2 separate regions of the Ovis aries genome follow, and region 1 is linked to region 2. The links are chromatin contacts, called in public Hi-C maps. All regions are on one chromosome and are shown on one strand. The core of a region is the stretch at or near the end of the contact, and the rest is flanking DNA. Distances in the headings are between cores, read along the strand shown. Region 1 overlaps PPP3R1 (protein phosphatase 3 regulatory subunit B, alpha). Region 2 holds the start of PPP3R1 (protein phosphatase 3 regulatory subunit B, alpha).

Region 1 (6,934 bases), core at 1,839-4,338, 55 kb after region 2:
AGAAACCCCTTTGGCCACCCTTGACAATGATGAAGTGAGAAGGGCACATTATTTCCACGGTATTCTTGCCCCAAATGCATTCTAATCATAAAATAAAACATCAGCAACTCATGCTGGAGGACATTATACAAAACACTGGATCAAAAGTTTTCAAAGACAAGATAAAAATTGAATTGTCACAAATTGGAGGAGACTTAAGGAAAAATTACCAAGAAGTTGCAAAAATAATAAAGTCTCAGTTATCACATACCCAGCTTCTTCTGATGTTAACATTTCACAGACTTGAAATGCAATTATTGTTATCAAAATCGAGAAATTAATCATTGTTACAACATTGTAAGCTCTTATCAGTTCAGTTCAGTTGCTCAGTCGTGTCCGACTCTTTGCAACCCCACAAATCGGAGCACGCTAGGCCTCCCTGTCCATCACCAACTCTCGGAGTTCACTCAGACTCATGTCCATCGAGTCAGTGATGCCATCCAGCCATCTCATCCTCTGTCATCCCCTTCTCCTGCCCCTAATCCCTCCCAGCATCAGAGTCTTTTCCAACGAGTCAGCTCTTTGCATGAGGCGGCCAAAGTACTGGAGCTTCATTCAGCTTTAGCATCATTCCTTCCAAAGAAATCCCAGGGCTGATCTCCTTTAGAATGGACTGGTTGGATCTCCTTGCAGTCCAAGGGACTCTCAAGAGTCTTCTCCAACACCACAGTTCAAAAGCATCAGTTCTTCAGCACTCAGCATTCTTCACAGTCCAACTCTCACTTCCATACATGACCACTGGAAAAACCATAGCCTTGACTAGACAGACCTTTGTTGGCAAAGTAATGTCTCTGCTTTTTAATATATCTAGGTTGGTCATAACTTTTCTTCCAAGAAGCAAGCATCTTTTAATTTCATGGCTGCAGTCACCATCTGCAGTGATTTTGGAGCCCAAAAAAATAAAGTCTGACACTGTGTCCACTGTTTCCCCATCTATTTCCCATGAATGAGGGGACCAGATGCCATGATCTTCGTTTTCTGAATGTTGAGCTTTAAGCCAACTTTTTCACTCTCTCTTTCACTTTTAAGAGGCTTTTTAGCTCCTCTTCACTTTCTGCCATAAGGGTGGTATCATCTGCATATCTGAGGTTATTGATATTTCTCCCGGCAATCTTGATTCCAGCTTGTGCTTCTTTCAGCCCAGCGTTTCTCATGATGTACTCTGCATAGAAGTTAAATAAGCAGGGTGACAATGTACAGCCTTGACATACTCCTTTTCCGATTTGGAACCAATCTGTTGTTCCATGTCCAGTTCTAACTGTTGCTTCCTCACCTGCATATCGGTTTCTCAAGAGGCAGGTCTCTCAGAATTTTCCCATCTCTTTCAGAATTTTCCACAGTTTATTGTGATCCACACAGTCAAAGGCTTTGGCATAGTCAGTGACGCAGAAATAGATGTTTTTCTGGAACTCTCTTGCTTTTTCGATGATCCAGTGGATGTTGACAATTTGATCTCTGGTTCCTCTGCCTTTTCTAAAACCAGCTTGAACCATCAGGAAGTTCACAGTTCACGTATTTCTGAAGCCTGGCTTGGAGAATTTTGAGCATTACTTGACTAGCATGTGAGATGAGTGCAATTGTGCGGTAGTTTGAGCATTTTTTGGCATTGCCTTTCTTTGGGATTGGAATGAAAATTGACCTTTTCCAGTCCTGTGGTCACTGCTGAGTTTTCCAAATTTACTGGCATATTGAGTGCAGCACTTTCACAGCATCATCTTCTAGGATTTGAAATAGCTCAACTGGAATTCCATCACCTCCAATAGCTTTATTCGTAGTGATGCTTTCTAAGGCCCACTTGACTTCACATTCTAGGATGTCTGGCTCTAGGTGAGTGATCACACCATCATGATTATCTTGGTCGTAAAGATCTTTTTGTACAGTTCTTCTGTGTATTCTTGCCACCCCTTCTTAATATCTTCTGCTTCTGTTAGGTCCATATCATTTCTGTCCTTTATCGAGCCCATCTTTGCATGAAATGTTCTCTTGGTATCTCTAATTTTCTTGAAGAGATCTCTAGTCTTTCCCATTCTGTTGTTTTCCTCTATTTCTTTGCATTTATCGCTGTAAGCGCTATATTTTAGTGGGGATAAAAGGTGACTTTTCCAAGATTCTTTTCAGGATACCACCTCACATTTAGTTGTTTCTTTGAAAATACTGTTATTGCTGGAAGGATTTGATAGACTTACTTTGTTTTTAAATCATAAACAAACCAATAGGTAATAAATTATTTATAAAGTGGCTGTTAGATTTTTTGAAGGAATAGTGTTTTGTTCTTTATTACAATTATACAAATTTTGGAAATTGGCTAAAATTTGAGGAAAGCTTGTTTTTCTACCATTCTGCTTTTCCTCAAAACCACCTAACAGTCGAGTAGCAACTTTGTGTGTGTGTGTGTGTGCGTGTGTGTGTGTGTTTAGTAATAACAGTGCTTGAAGGCCTACATCTCTTTGCTGCTGTTGGGAATCTCTTATATTCTTTTTTCTAAATGAGAAAAAATATATATAATAATTTTTTGATGTTTCTTTATCTGAGATGATGAATAGATAGGCAACTTTCTATATATATTATATATTCTTTAGTGTTATTATGTCCAATTAGAAATACTTATTTAAACTTAGAGTAGCATCATGAGATCTATGAAAGCAACTTCTTAATTATTTTATATGTTAATACTAATAAGATTCTTGAAATCACTTTAAATAAGTAACCATCTAGATTGTACCTTTGTTCCTGAGTATATTCAAGGATGGATTGATCTGGGTAAGGTTTCAATCATTTAATTTGGTTGTTTTCTGTGTTAACATTCCATAGTAATAGCTGTATTTTAGAAACTCAGACTAAAAGATCTGTTTTTAATATCTTGATTTTTAGAGGCAGGCATATATGTATGATTATAAGATTATCTGTTTTAATACTTTGTATAGTATAGTTTAAATTGAATATGTAGAAACTTTCAACTACTAGAAAAGATAGTCCCTCCCAGAGGTATCCTTACAAAACGTGGAGAAATAGCATGAGTCTCAAGTTGAGACTTGGCAAAACATGAAAAACAGTGTCTCTGAGTCACAAGATGAGTCAAAAGGGTGAGGTTTGTTTGTTTTTCCTTGTTCATCTGTTCTAAAGGGAGTGTGATTCCAAGTAGCTGAAAAAAATCTTCGATGAAAGATGGTGCCAAAAGTTGGAATTCTTTATATTTAGAAGTACAGATCTGAAACATTCAGTGGTGTTGCCAGGATGGATTTGATCTGTGCCTAGTTTTTAGGAGATTGGTAATAACTGTAAATGAAAAGTAACCTTTAAAAATATTTGACTTTTATGAAAGTTTTTCCTTAAAATTTAATAAAAAATTAAAAGGTGCTGGGTTTTATTTGTTCATACTTGCGAAGAGTGATCTTTAGACGAATATTCAAGAAGCTGGCAGCATTGGAGGGAGACTTTGAATATTGAACTGTATTCAAACCTTGTTCAGATTTTGAACCATGAACTGTTAGAAATAAACTAAATTAAAATTTTAAAACAGAAATGAAAATCAGAGTGCCTGGTGTACATAGCAGAGATTGATTTAGTCCGCCTGATATGAACCACCTGACTTTCATGATCAGCTTAGCATTGTCAATCCTGTAATATCTTGGTACTCAGCATACAGTTGGTTGTATGTTATGGCGGGTGCACACAGGCAAAGAGGTAATGAAAAAAATTTCATGATATATTTTCTTTGCTATAAGAAGTTATTCCATAGTATGTTCAACTCTAAATTAAACTGAAAATTAAACTATTGGATAACTGCTGAATTTCTTCTTGTAGTTATCATACAATCATTTGTTAAATCGTGCTGCCTCTTTTTGTTTGCTTTTAGTTGATGCTGATGAAATTAAAAGGCTAGGAAAGAGATTTAAGAAGCTCGATTTGGACAATTCTGGTTCTTTGAGTGTGGAAGAGTTCATGTCTCTACCTGAGTTACAACAGAATCCCCTAGTACAGCGAGTAATAGATATATTCGACACTGATGGGAATGGAGAAGTAGACTTTAAAGGTAAGAAAGTAGTTTTAGTTAAACTGCAAGTTAGGCAATCTATCAGTAGTCTTACATTTCTTTGTACAAAAATGTCTGAAAAGTTGATTTTTTTCTTGAATGTCCTTGAGTACTGGTTTTCTTATAATAATAGATTGTTAAAACTCAAAAGTCTGTGATATATGAACTTTAATAAACTAATAAGACCTTGTACTTTTTGGAACATAAATGATCGAAATACCCTTTTAGGTAATCTAAAAAATGGGATTTAGTATTTCTTTTGTTGTTAGAAAATTTCAGAGAAACTTAAAATATTAGAAGCCACATTTTTTAAAAACTGTTTTTTAAAAGAATGAGACTTTAACAATAAGTCAGCAATTTTAAAAAAAGCTGAAGTCAGAAGGATAGGAGTATTATCATAGACGGGATTAATTTAGTTAATCTAGATTTTACAAAGACAGTAGTGCTTTTGCTAATGTCAGCCATTTGGTTCTGCACTTTAAATAAACCTTTCATTTCATCAGGAAGTCAAAGAATTTTTGTTATTTTCATTTGAAGAATTGAATTGTCCAAGTGAAGGGCTCTAAACTAGTTGTGATTTAGTGTTCAGCAGCAGTGAAGAAAAATGACCATTTGTTATGAAACTTCGAACAGTTTATGTAAATGGTTCTGAATTTTGGAACCAGAAACCTCCCAATTTTTTCTGCCAAACAATGTAAATATTTTTTTAAAGCCCTCTTGTATAGTCATATTCTAAGAATATAGAGTTAAATAGCTTAAAGAATATGTTTTTTGAGTGTTATGCTCTGTAGCAACTAATTTTTAATAATAATAAAAAATAAATCAACTTGTTCAAGTTGATTTGATTTTAGAGAGTTCCAGGTTCAAATTATATATAGAACCTTGTTTGTTGAACTTTCAGATTTGGCTTTTTCCGTTGTAAATGCCACTAGTAATATTTTCTTTTGGAACAGGAAAATATTCTGTTGTGAGCATGTAGGGTTTGTGTCCATGCGCGTGTGTGTATTGTTCTTCTTTGTAAAAAATTGAAACTTCTGATTTGTAAATGTGTTTTATTCTTATTCAGAGTTCATTGAGGGAGTCTCTCAGTTCAGTGTCAAAGGAGATAAGGAACAGAAGTTGAGGTGTAAGTATTTTTCTTCACTGAGTTCTTAGACCATTACCCCATACTGCATTATAACCTCTTTTTAAAATATTCTAAAAGGTATCTTTTATTCTAGATCCTTAGTAGACATAACAGAAATTTTACATTCTGGAGAAAATCCTTCTTGGACATTTGCAATTTGTATTTTTTAATGATGTGTCATTATTACTTATAAGTTACAGGTGTACAGTAGACAAAATTGATTAACAGTTTTTAAGCATTATATTCCATTTGTGGGTAAGTAATATAAAATATTGGCATGGAAGTGAGAAGAAATGCTTTAATATGATTAACCTAACTTCGTTTACACTTGTATTCAGAATTATTTAGCTGGAAGTTTACTATTTTGGTTTATGTAGGCTTGCCTCTCTTTCAGGGAACATCTGGTATCTTTTTAAAATATTCAGCTCTTAACTGGAGAGACATTATATTCAATAACAGTTCTCTGAGGCACAGGCTATATGCTAACTTCCTTTGCAAATGAACTCTTGATACAAATGAGAATAATATTAATAGTAATAACAGTTACTGTCTTTGATTGTATATTATCTCACTCAGTACTGTAAAGCAGCAGTCCCCAACCTTTTCAGCACTCAGAACCAATTTTGTCAAAGACAATTCTTCCATGGACTAGGGGTAGGGAGTGGTTCCAGGATGATTCAACTCCATTCATTTATTGGGCACTTATTTCTATTACTGTTACATCAGCTCCACCTCAGATCATCAGGCATTAGATCCTGGAGGTTGAGGACCTGGGACCTGGGAGGTTAGAACTGTTATTAGCCCCCATTTTATATGTGCAGAAACTGAAGCTTAGGAAAGGGTAAATGACTTAAACTCCAGGCTATGTTAATTGTCCCAAGCAGTTTTAACTCCATAGCCCATATACTTGTAACCACCTAGTTTCACCTAAAGACAACATCTCTGTGTAGGAAGGAGCTGTCCTCATAGTAGAATTCTAAATGCTGGGCAGCTTCCTATCTTCTCTCTCTTAGAAAGTGTTCGTGATTACCATGCAATTGCCATTGATTTTTCCTTACTCTTTTTTTAGTTGCTTTCCGTATCTATGACATGGATAAAGACGGCTATATTTCCAATGGGGAACTCTTCCAGGTGCTAAAGATGATGGTGGGGAACAATCTGAAAGACACACAGTTACAGCAAATCGTAGACAAAACCATAATAAATGCAGATAAGGATGGGGATGGAAGAATATCCTTTGAAGAATTCTGTGCTGTAAGTACAAAAAAGCTAGTTCTTCATTAGTTATATTTCATAAAAACATTTTTAATATCACTTAATAGAGAATTCCTTATAGTTATATTTTGCCCTAGAAATTTCTGTTTGATTTTGCCCAATAGCCCCAGATTCAAAGTTTTGAAATGTTCTTTGTTGTAACTGTTACTAATTACTAATTATTCTCAAGAACTAATATTCTCAGTGATTGTCTGATAAAATGCCCCAACAATGGAACTAGTCACTTTTACTTATTATTGGTAGCCTCCCAAGTGAACAACTAGGTTATTTGAAAATACTTCTGTAGGAAATAAGAGTTCATGAATTTCAGCTAGGAATTCAGAAGCTTGGTCACAAGGATGACAGAAATGGAGTCCCCATCTGTCAAACTCAGCAGCGAGGCAGTGTAGAAAGGTGATTTGTTTTCCCCTCTCCTTTTTTTCTAAGCTGCTGACAGGTAGTTACTGTGATCTGGGGCAAGG
Region 2 (7,380 bases), core at 528-3,027:
GGTACAAATCATGACAAAATTACGGGTCACTTTGAATCTATAGTATCCCATATAGCTCAAATTCCTTCTCAGTATTTAATCCTCAGTCAAAATGATAATTTCATTTTCACTAAACGTATCCGAGGGACACACAAATGCAGTTACAGTGATGATCTCTAAGAGGTGGAGTTGAGGGGGAGGAATTTTTAAAATACTGTTCTTTTAAAAAGTGAGCTTAATTTTATGATGAAAAACTAACTAAAAATAATATACCTAGCCAACATAAATGACAATATACCTTAGGGATTTCCCTCTGTTTTGGAATACATATTAGAATCTAAATAGCAACATATCTAAGTCAAGACTTAACAGATTAAACGGTGGAAGAAACAGGGTCATTTCTCGGCCTTTCCTCCATACATTCGCTATGTGATACAGCTTGTCATCAGTTACTTTCCCTTATTTATACTGAAACGGATACAAAATAGTTTTTAAAGAAGAGGAAGGGACGAAAGGTTAGTTGCACATCTCTAGGGCACATCACTGAGTTTCTATTACAAATGATGAATGTTTATCACATAGAAAAATGATTAGCGCGTTAAGAAGAAAACTCACATAAGGAGCTTTAGCAGACTGCCTTTAAAAATACTATAGTTTTTAATAAAACTGTTGAAAACAATTTGTTCACTAGGAGTTTCTGACCACTCAGTAAACATCTCTCTCTCTCTCTCACACACACACATACACACACGAGATTATCAAGAGCTGAAAAGGAGTAACTGGTTAAAACTGTTGCAAAATGCTTCCATCATTATCCTTAATCACACCTCTCCTGGCAGCTTTTTTTTCCCCCCCTGAACATAACTTTCCATCCTTAGGCTTTTCTGGACTCCACGTCCCACCGTAGTCCCAATTTTCTGAGAACAGTAATTACCACCAAAGTGAATACAGCCCTACTAAAGGGACAAGTGGGCAATCGGTCTTTCAACCCTTCACCAAAACACTGCCGCGTCAAAAAGGTCGCCTGGCGGGTTTCAGGAAAATCCAGAGCTGGGTGCGAAGGGCTTCGCGGCAGCCTCTCTATCGTCTGTTCTGTTGACTCTGCAAGCCTCCTCCTGTCTTCCCAACCCGGCTCCTGACTGCCAACCTATATACGTGTGTAGGCCTGCGGGCGCTGCACCTGGGTGACAAGTGTTTAGACGCGACATGCATTCTGTAGGGCATCCAAGCCATCACACTGATGCAAAGATACCTGTCTTCAGGCGCAAACTGATTCCCTCCAGCCCCAGGGCTGGGGTTGGCCTCTTTTTGGTGAAGAGTCTGGGTGTTCCGACCTTAAGGCCGCTCATCTGTTCCTCCTCTCCTACGAGGTTTTCACTCCCGGGCCCAAGGCCCCCTCTGCCCAGGCTCGCGCACCCCTCGCACTTCCTCCCTCACAGGGAACCCTCGTATTTCCTCGTTTCCCCCTCTCGGCTCAGCCTTCCCCCTCTTCACCCCCTCCACCCCGCCCGCCTCCAGCCACATGACAGGAAGGGCTCCACCACGCGACGTCACTGACGTCCGCGCCCCCGCCCCCGCGCTCCCCCCGCTTTGCACGCAGGGGGCGGCCGGCGCGCTCCGCGCTCCCCAACCAGAGCTCGCCAGAGCGCCGCCGCAGCCGCCGCCGAGCGGGTGCGCGAGTTCCCGGATGTGCGGCGCTCGCGGAAGCCCCGCCCCCGCCGCCGGCTCCGCGCGCGCCCCCGCCCTCCGCCCCGCGCGCCGCTGCGCTCCGCTTTCCCCTCCCTCTCCCGCCCTCCCCCTTTTTCGTGCCTTGAGGTTGCGGGTCAGTGCGAGCCACTGCAGTGAGTCCGTCACGGCTCTGGTGCGGGCGCGAGCACGAGTGCGAGGCTGCAGCCCCCGAGCCGCTTGGCCCCCTTCTCCCCCGCCTCCCTCCCTGCTCTGTCTCTCTCCACTTCTCGCCGTGTCTCCTCCCGCGCTCTCCGTCTCTGAATCTCGACCTTAATTTCTCTTCTCCCCGCCAGCTCCCGCGTGTCCAGTCACCCCGGCCGGCGCGCTCCCCGCGGCGCCGCTTGCCCTCCCCCAGCCTGCACCCCCCCTTCCCCCGCGGGCGTCCCGAGGGCCGCAGCCGCCCCAGCCGAGCGTAGCTGGGCCGCCGCCGCCACTGCTTCCTGCGGGAGACCGTCAGAGCGCCGACACTCTTCTCTGTGCGAGCGAGTCGCCGACCGCCAAGCAAAATGGTGAGCTCTCGGCTTCCCCACGCACCATCGCTCCCCGCCCGCCGCTTCCAGGGGCAGGGGCGGGGGCGAGCCCCGACTCCCCCGGGCGGCTTCCCCCGGTGGAAAATTCGAGAGACCCGAGAAAGCCCCAGCGGCCCGGGGGCGACGGGCGGCGGATTGACAGCCCGGCGGGGCCCCCGCGCCCGCCCCCGGGCCTCCGCGGGGAGCCCCTCCGCCCCCTCCCCCCTCGCGCCTCTGGGATTCCGCCCGGGCCTCGACCCCCAGCCACCCCGGCCGTGCGCCCGGTACTGTCCCCTGATCGGCCCGCTTTCCCTTCTCCGGACCCTCCTCCACGTGGAGCCCCCCTCTCAGCCCCGCACTCACTCTCAAGTTCGGGGAGATTCCGGAATCCTACGGCAATCATAGGTGGCCAGTGGCTCTTTATATAAGACCCACTTTCTCTCCAGGGCCGCGCTCTCTTCCACTCCCACTCTATTTTGAAGCAGCAAGTCTTGGCAGGAATCCTGCCACTTACTTCCCCCCTCTCCCGTTAGTGTTTATTTCACTGCAGTTTGCAACCTTACGAGGCTTTTTTTTTTTTTTTTCCTTCTTCGCTGCTGGTTTTCTCTCTGCAGTGGCGAACCGGAAAGGTCCAAGGTGTCGATTCATGAACACAGTGTAGCTCGGATTGTGATAAACGGGGATACTTGTTTTTAGTGCTTACTGATTGCCAAGGGTTTCTCGTTTTCTTTGTTACCTTCGTGGGTTTCTCCGGTGCTGGTTGTTTTTGAATCATGGCGATTTAAATTTGTCTTTCCTTACCCTCACATTAATCCCTAGGTAGAACTCAACTGCTGTAGTGTTTCCGACCGACGCTAGGGGTGTGTCTCCCGCCTCTGTCACTGTAGCCAAGAAATCAACGACGCCCTTTTAGCCTGTTACCCTACCGGTTCTCTAGCTCCGGCTAGCCTGTGGAGTTTTCTCTTTGTAATCAAGAATTGCATGCAGAGTAGAAAAAGTTTGCAGTGCTTTTTCATCTAGATCAGATATCCGAACAGGTGATTTGGTCGTTAGGCTATTTCTAAAAGTTTTTGAACAGTTGTCCGAAGATTATTCCGACTGATTGCTAGGCGTTGAGTAATGTCTTGCAGCTTTTAATTGTATTGTATTTCACCTTGTATGTAGAATTAAGTATTTCAAAATAGTGTGGTGGGTGAGTGAAGAGAGAAATTGTGTGGACTGCAACTTGAGATCAGTTTAGTGTGATTGTGGGAGAAGAAAGTGACAGTAGTCAAGTAAGTCAGCTTTTATTTAAAAAATAGGACAAATGATTAAGTGCACCTATTGTGTGTGTGCTCAGTCGTGTCGGACTCTGCGACCTCATGGATTGTAGCCCACCAGGCTCCTCTGTTCATGGGATTTTCACGGCAAGGATACTGGAGTGGGGTTGCCATTCCGTTCTCCAGGAGAATCTTCCCAACCCAGGGATCGAACCCTCGTCTTCTAAATTGGCAGGCGGATTTTTTTTTTTTTTTTTTTTTTACCACTGAGCCATCTGGGAAGCCCTAAGTGCGCCTATTAGTGTCCTTAAAATTCAGATTAGGAGCAGACTTAAGAAATGGTTAGTGATTTTGATACGTGGAGGAGGTTTTTCCTTGCCAATTTGGGAGGCAGCTTCGAGACGATTTTGGCCTTCAAAGTCAAAACTTAGGTTTTTCCAGACTGCTACAAAAACAAGTTATATCAGAGCCATTCATAGTACATAGTACTCTCTTTTTTTTTTTTTTGGCATAATCTTTTGGAGTTATGAATTGTGCTCTAGTGCTTTAATACAGCTTCCTTATAGATGTATTTTACCCGAGGGTCCAGATCTTGAAGATCTTTGTCCAGTGTTTTTTTTAACCGGTATTTATAAAGGATACGTTTTGAGGAACAAAGACCTAGTCTTGTTGATGTAGTGTATAGGAGAATGATCTGACTTCCAAATAGTTCTTTTCCCCTCTGTGGTGCCTCCTCTCCCGTACCCCCCTCACGCTTTTTTTTTCTTGAGCTACAGTCAGAATTTGGGAAATGCTCTTTTAGCTTTTAAATTTATCTTCTGGAAAGTTAGTGTTTCTTTATCTTTCAAAAATATTTTAAACTTCCCATAGGTTTTTTTTTTTCTTCCAGGTCATTATTTCCCTCTTCTTTCCAGTTTCCTTTTTAGTATTTATTTTTTGGTTCACTCTTGGCTCTTTTTTCTGCCGTCCTCTCAATACCATTTCAGGGCATAATTTGTCATGACAGTGGCTCCTCAACTTTTGGAATTGTGTTGGTCTGCTGAGTATAGCACTGGTTCGCAAGTGTCGAGCCTGTACCTCAGTTGTGCCTTGTGGCGTATTGATTAACTCAAATAAATAGGAGTTTGGAGTGATCTGGTTCATTTTCTTGTTATTTGAGCATGTAATTCTGAAAACTTTCACTGTCTTTGGAAAACCTTTGTAATTCCTCCTGAGTATCATGGACATACTTAGATTTTTGTTAATAGACTTTAATTTGTGAGTTAGTGATTAATTCAAGTAAGGGGAAAGCACAGAGGCTTAGAGATTGAATTGAACCGATCAAGACTCTTTTGACAGGTATTAATTTTAGTTGCTACCTTAAAAGTAGCCAACTTCTTTTTTGCCTGTTGTGTCTTTGCCTCTCTTTATCATCTTTGTTTGAGTCTGAAAATGTTGAGCAAGTGGGCTGAAAATTATGGATGTCTCCCATATAAAATAGTGAGTACTGAGCTCCTAAGAATTTTTCTTGAATCATTAATGATCAGTTTTCTGTGATTACATAAATGAATGTATATTTATTGAAATAACTGGATGTCATCACAATGTTTTCTGTAGGTATGTATGTATAGTTTTAGATAGAGTACTTCAGTGTTACTGACATGCTGAGGCAGAATAAGAATAAGATAATCAAGTAGAATGCTTGTTTGAGTGAGTGAAAGTCGCTCAGTTGTGTCTGACTCTTTGCTTGTTTAGATGGGTGTAATTGAAAACAGTCTCTGAGTAAGTTTTGAAGGCGTAAACTTTTTAAGGTCATTTTTAGAAACTAATTAACTTTTCATTTATCAGAGGTGGTTTTTACTGTGTTCTTAGTGTAATTCAGAAATATGACCAGGTTTTTGGTTGGGATAGGTAATACAGAGTTTGTTCTGGATATATATATGAACATATTGTATAAATAATTAGCTATTCTTTTAAATTTCATTTCTTAGGGCAACCTTATATTTCCTAAGTGACCTTGTTATATTTTTGTGTTTTTTAAACTTTTTATTAAAATTATCTCCACTATCTGTGATGAGAGCCTGAAGCATATTTATTGCTGTCTGCAATAATTGTAGTTGGGGTTGTACACAGGATATTTTAGTTCGGATTCTCTAACCAAGAGAGGCTACTTTAGAAAAAAAAAAAAAGGCAAGCAACCTGCCTTATGGCCAGCAGAATTAAAATTCAAAACAATCATACAGAGAAGATTTCTCCACTTACTATGTCCCATAGTTGTTAAAAAAGGTTCAGAGTACAAGGTAAAGAAGCTGACTAAGGGTCAGTCAGCAATAAGAGGGACAGATAAGTGTGGGAGGATCAGGCGTCTGTCATAGGTAGTCAGGCAAGCAAAAAGTACAGAGCAGTGTAAGAAGTCAGCTTGGGCCAGGAGGATTAAGCGACTCAGACTGTGGGCTCAGAGTCTGGGCAGTCAGCAGGGATTCATTCACATCAACAAATGCTTGTAGATTTCATCTGCTCTTCACTGGCTACTGTGCTAGGTTATGGAGAATATTAAAATGATTAAGGCAGGTTTCCTTCCTTCCTTTAAATGGAGAATGGAAGACAACTGCCAGTATGTGTGGGGAAAGAAATTAGCATTCATTACCATATGAATAATGTATACAAGGCTGGATACAAATAAAGGAAAGAGCAAGATCAGTTTCTGTGGCATTAGGGAACGTTTTATGAAGGAGATGACAGTTGGGCTGGGTCTAAAAAGATTATTCAGGTTGCAGTAGGCAGAGATGGATGCAGCTGGGGAAAGACTTTAAATTCTGGAGTGAGGAAGAGACTGCATCTATTTGGAGCACTGACACTCAAGATGTGATTCCTGTATTAGCTGTATCAGCATCATCTGGAAAGTTGTTAGGTCCCACGCTGAACCAGCTGAATCTGGAACTCCGGGGTGGGGCCAAGCAGTCTAGATTTATATTGCCTTCTGGGTAATTCTGATCTATGCTAAATTTTGAGAGCCACCATTTAGAGAATGGTTCAGTGGTAAAGAATCTACCTGCCAATGCAGGAGATATGGGTTCAGTCCCTGGGTTGAGAAGATCCCCTGGAGAAGGAATTGGCAACCCACTCCAGTATTCTTGCCTGGGAAACCTCATGGACAGAGGAGCCTGGTGGGCTACAGTCCATGGGGTCACAGAAGAGTTGGACATGACTTAACAACAACAATTTAGAGAGCAATGTTGTTGCTCAGTCTTTCAGTTGTGTCTGACTCTCTGCCACCCCATGGACTGCAGCATGCCAGGCCTCTTGGTCCCTCACCGTCTCCAGGAGTTCACCTAAGTTGATGCCCATTGAATCAGTGATGCCATCCAATCATCTCATCCTCTGTCATGCCCTGCTCCTGCCTTCAACCTTTCCCAGCATCAGGGTCTTTTCCAGTGAGTTGGCTCTTGGCATCAAGTAGCCAAAGTATTGGAGCTTCAGCATCAGTCCTTCCAGTGAAGGACTGGAGCTTGAAGTCAAGTGGGCCTTATGAAGCAGTACTACCAATAATGCTAGTGGAAGTGATGGAATTCCAGCTGAGCTATTTAAAATATTAAAGTGCTGCACTCAATATGTCAGCAAATTTGGAAGACCCGCCAGTGGCCACAGGACTGGAAAAGGTCAGTTTTCATCCCAGTCCTAAAGAAGAGCAGTGCTAAAGAATGTTCAGACTACCAGACAATTGCGCTCACTTCCCATGCTGGTAAGGTTATGCTCAAAATCTTTCAAGCTGGGTCTCAGCAGTACTTGAATCAAGAACTTCCAGATGTGCAAGCTGGGTTTCGAAAAGGCAGAGGAATCAGAGAGCAACATGGAATGTATTTATTTGACTTTTAGCTGAGTACCTGTTAATATTCCTAACATTGACTATATAAACAGAAGACATA

Evidence for each region. A called contact is a pair of places that touch in the nucleus more often than the background predicts.
Region 1: a Hi-C map of tail adipose tissue shows a contact between it and region 2, with 2.6 times the contacts expected there. The contact joins the enhancer-like site here to the promoter of PPP3R1 in region 2. A contact is called at or near these places in 4 of 16 Hi-C or Micro-C datasets (hypothalamus, liver, muscle and 1 more).

The regions. Positions count from the first base shown.
Region 1 is chr3:40,137,528-40,144,461 of ARS-UI_Ramb_v3.0, forward strand. It overlaps PPP3R1 (protein phosphatase 3 regulatory subunit B, alpha), which reads left to right. Exons shown (of 6, transcript XM_027966683.3): 3 at 3,896-4,072; 4 at 5,139-5,198; 5 at 6,268-6,452. Among named protein-coding and RNA genes, the nearest start is that of PNO1, 25 kb to the right of the region's middle. Within about 2 kb of position 3,089, at least 6 of the 54 cell types and tissues checked have an H3K27ac peak or open chromatin away from gene starts, as enhancers often do. A contact at or near this core is called in tail adipose tissue, where this site is marked.
Region 2 is chr3:40,083,645-40,091,024 of ARS-UI_Ramb_v3.0, forward strand. PPP3R1 (protein phosphatase 3 regulatory subunit B, alpha) reads left to right here and starts at 1,778. Exons shown (of 6, transcript XM_027966683.3): 1 at 1,778-2,216. The coding sequence starts at 2,214.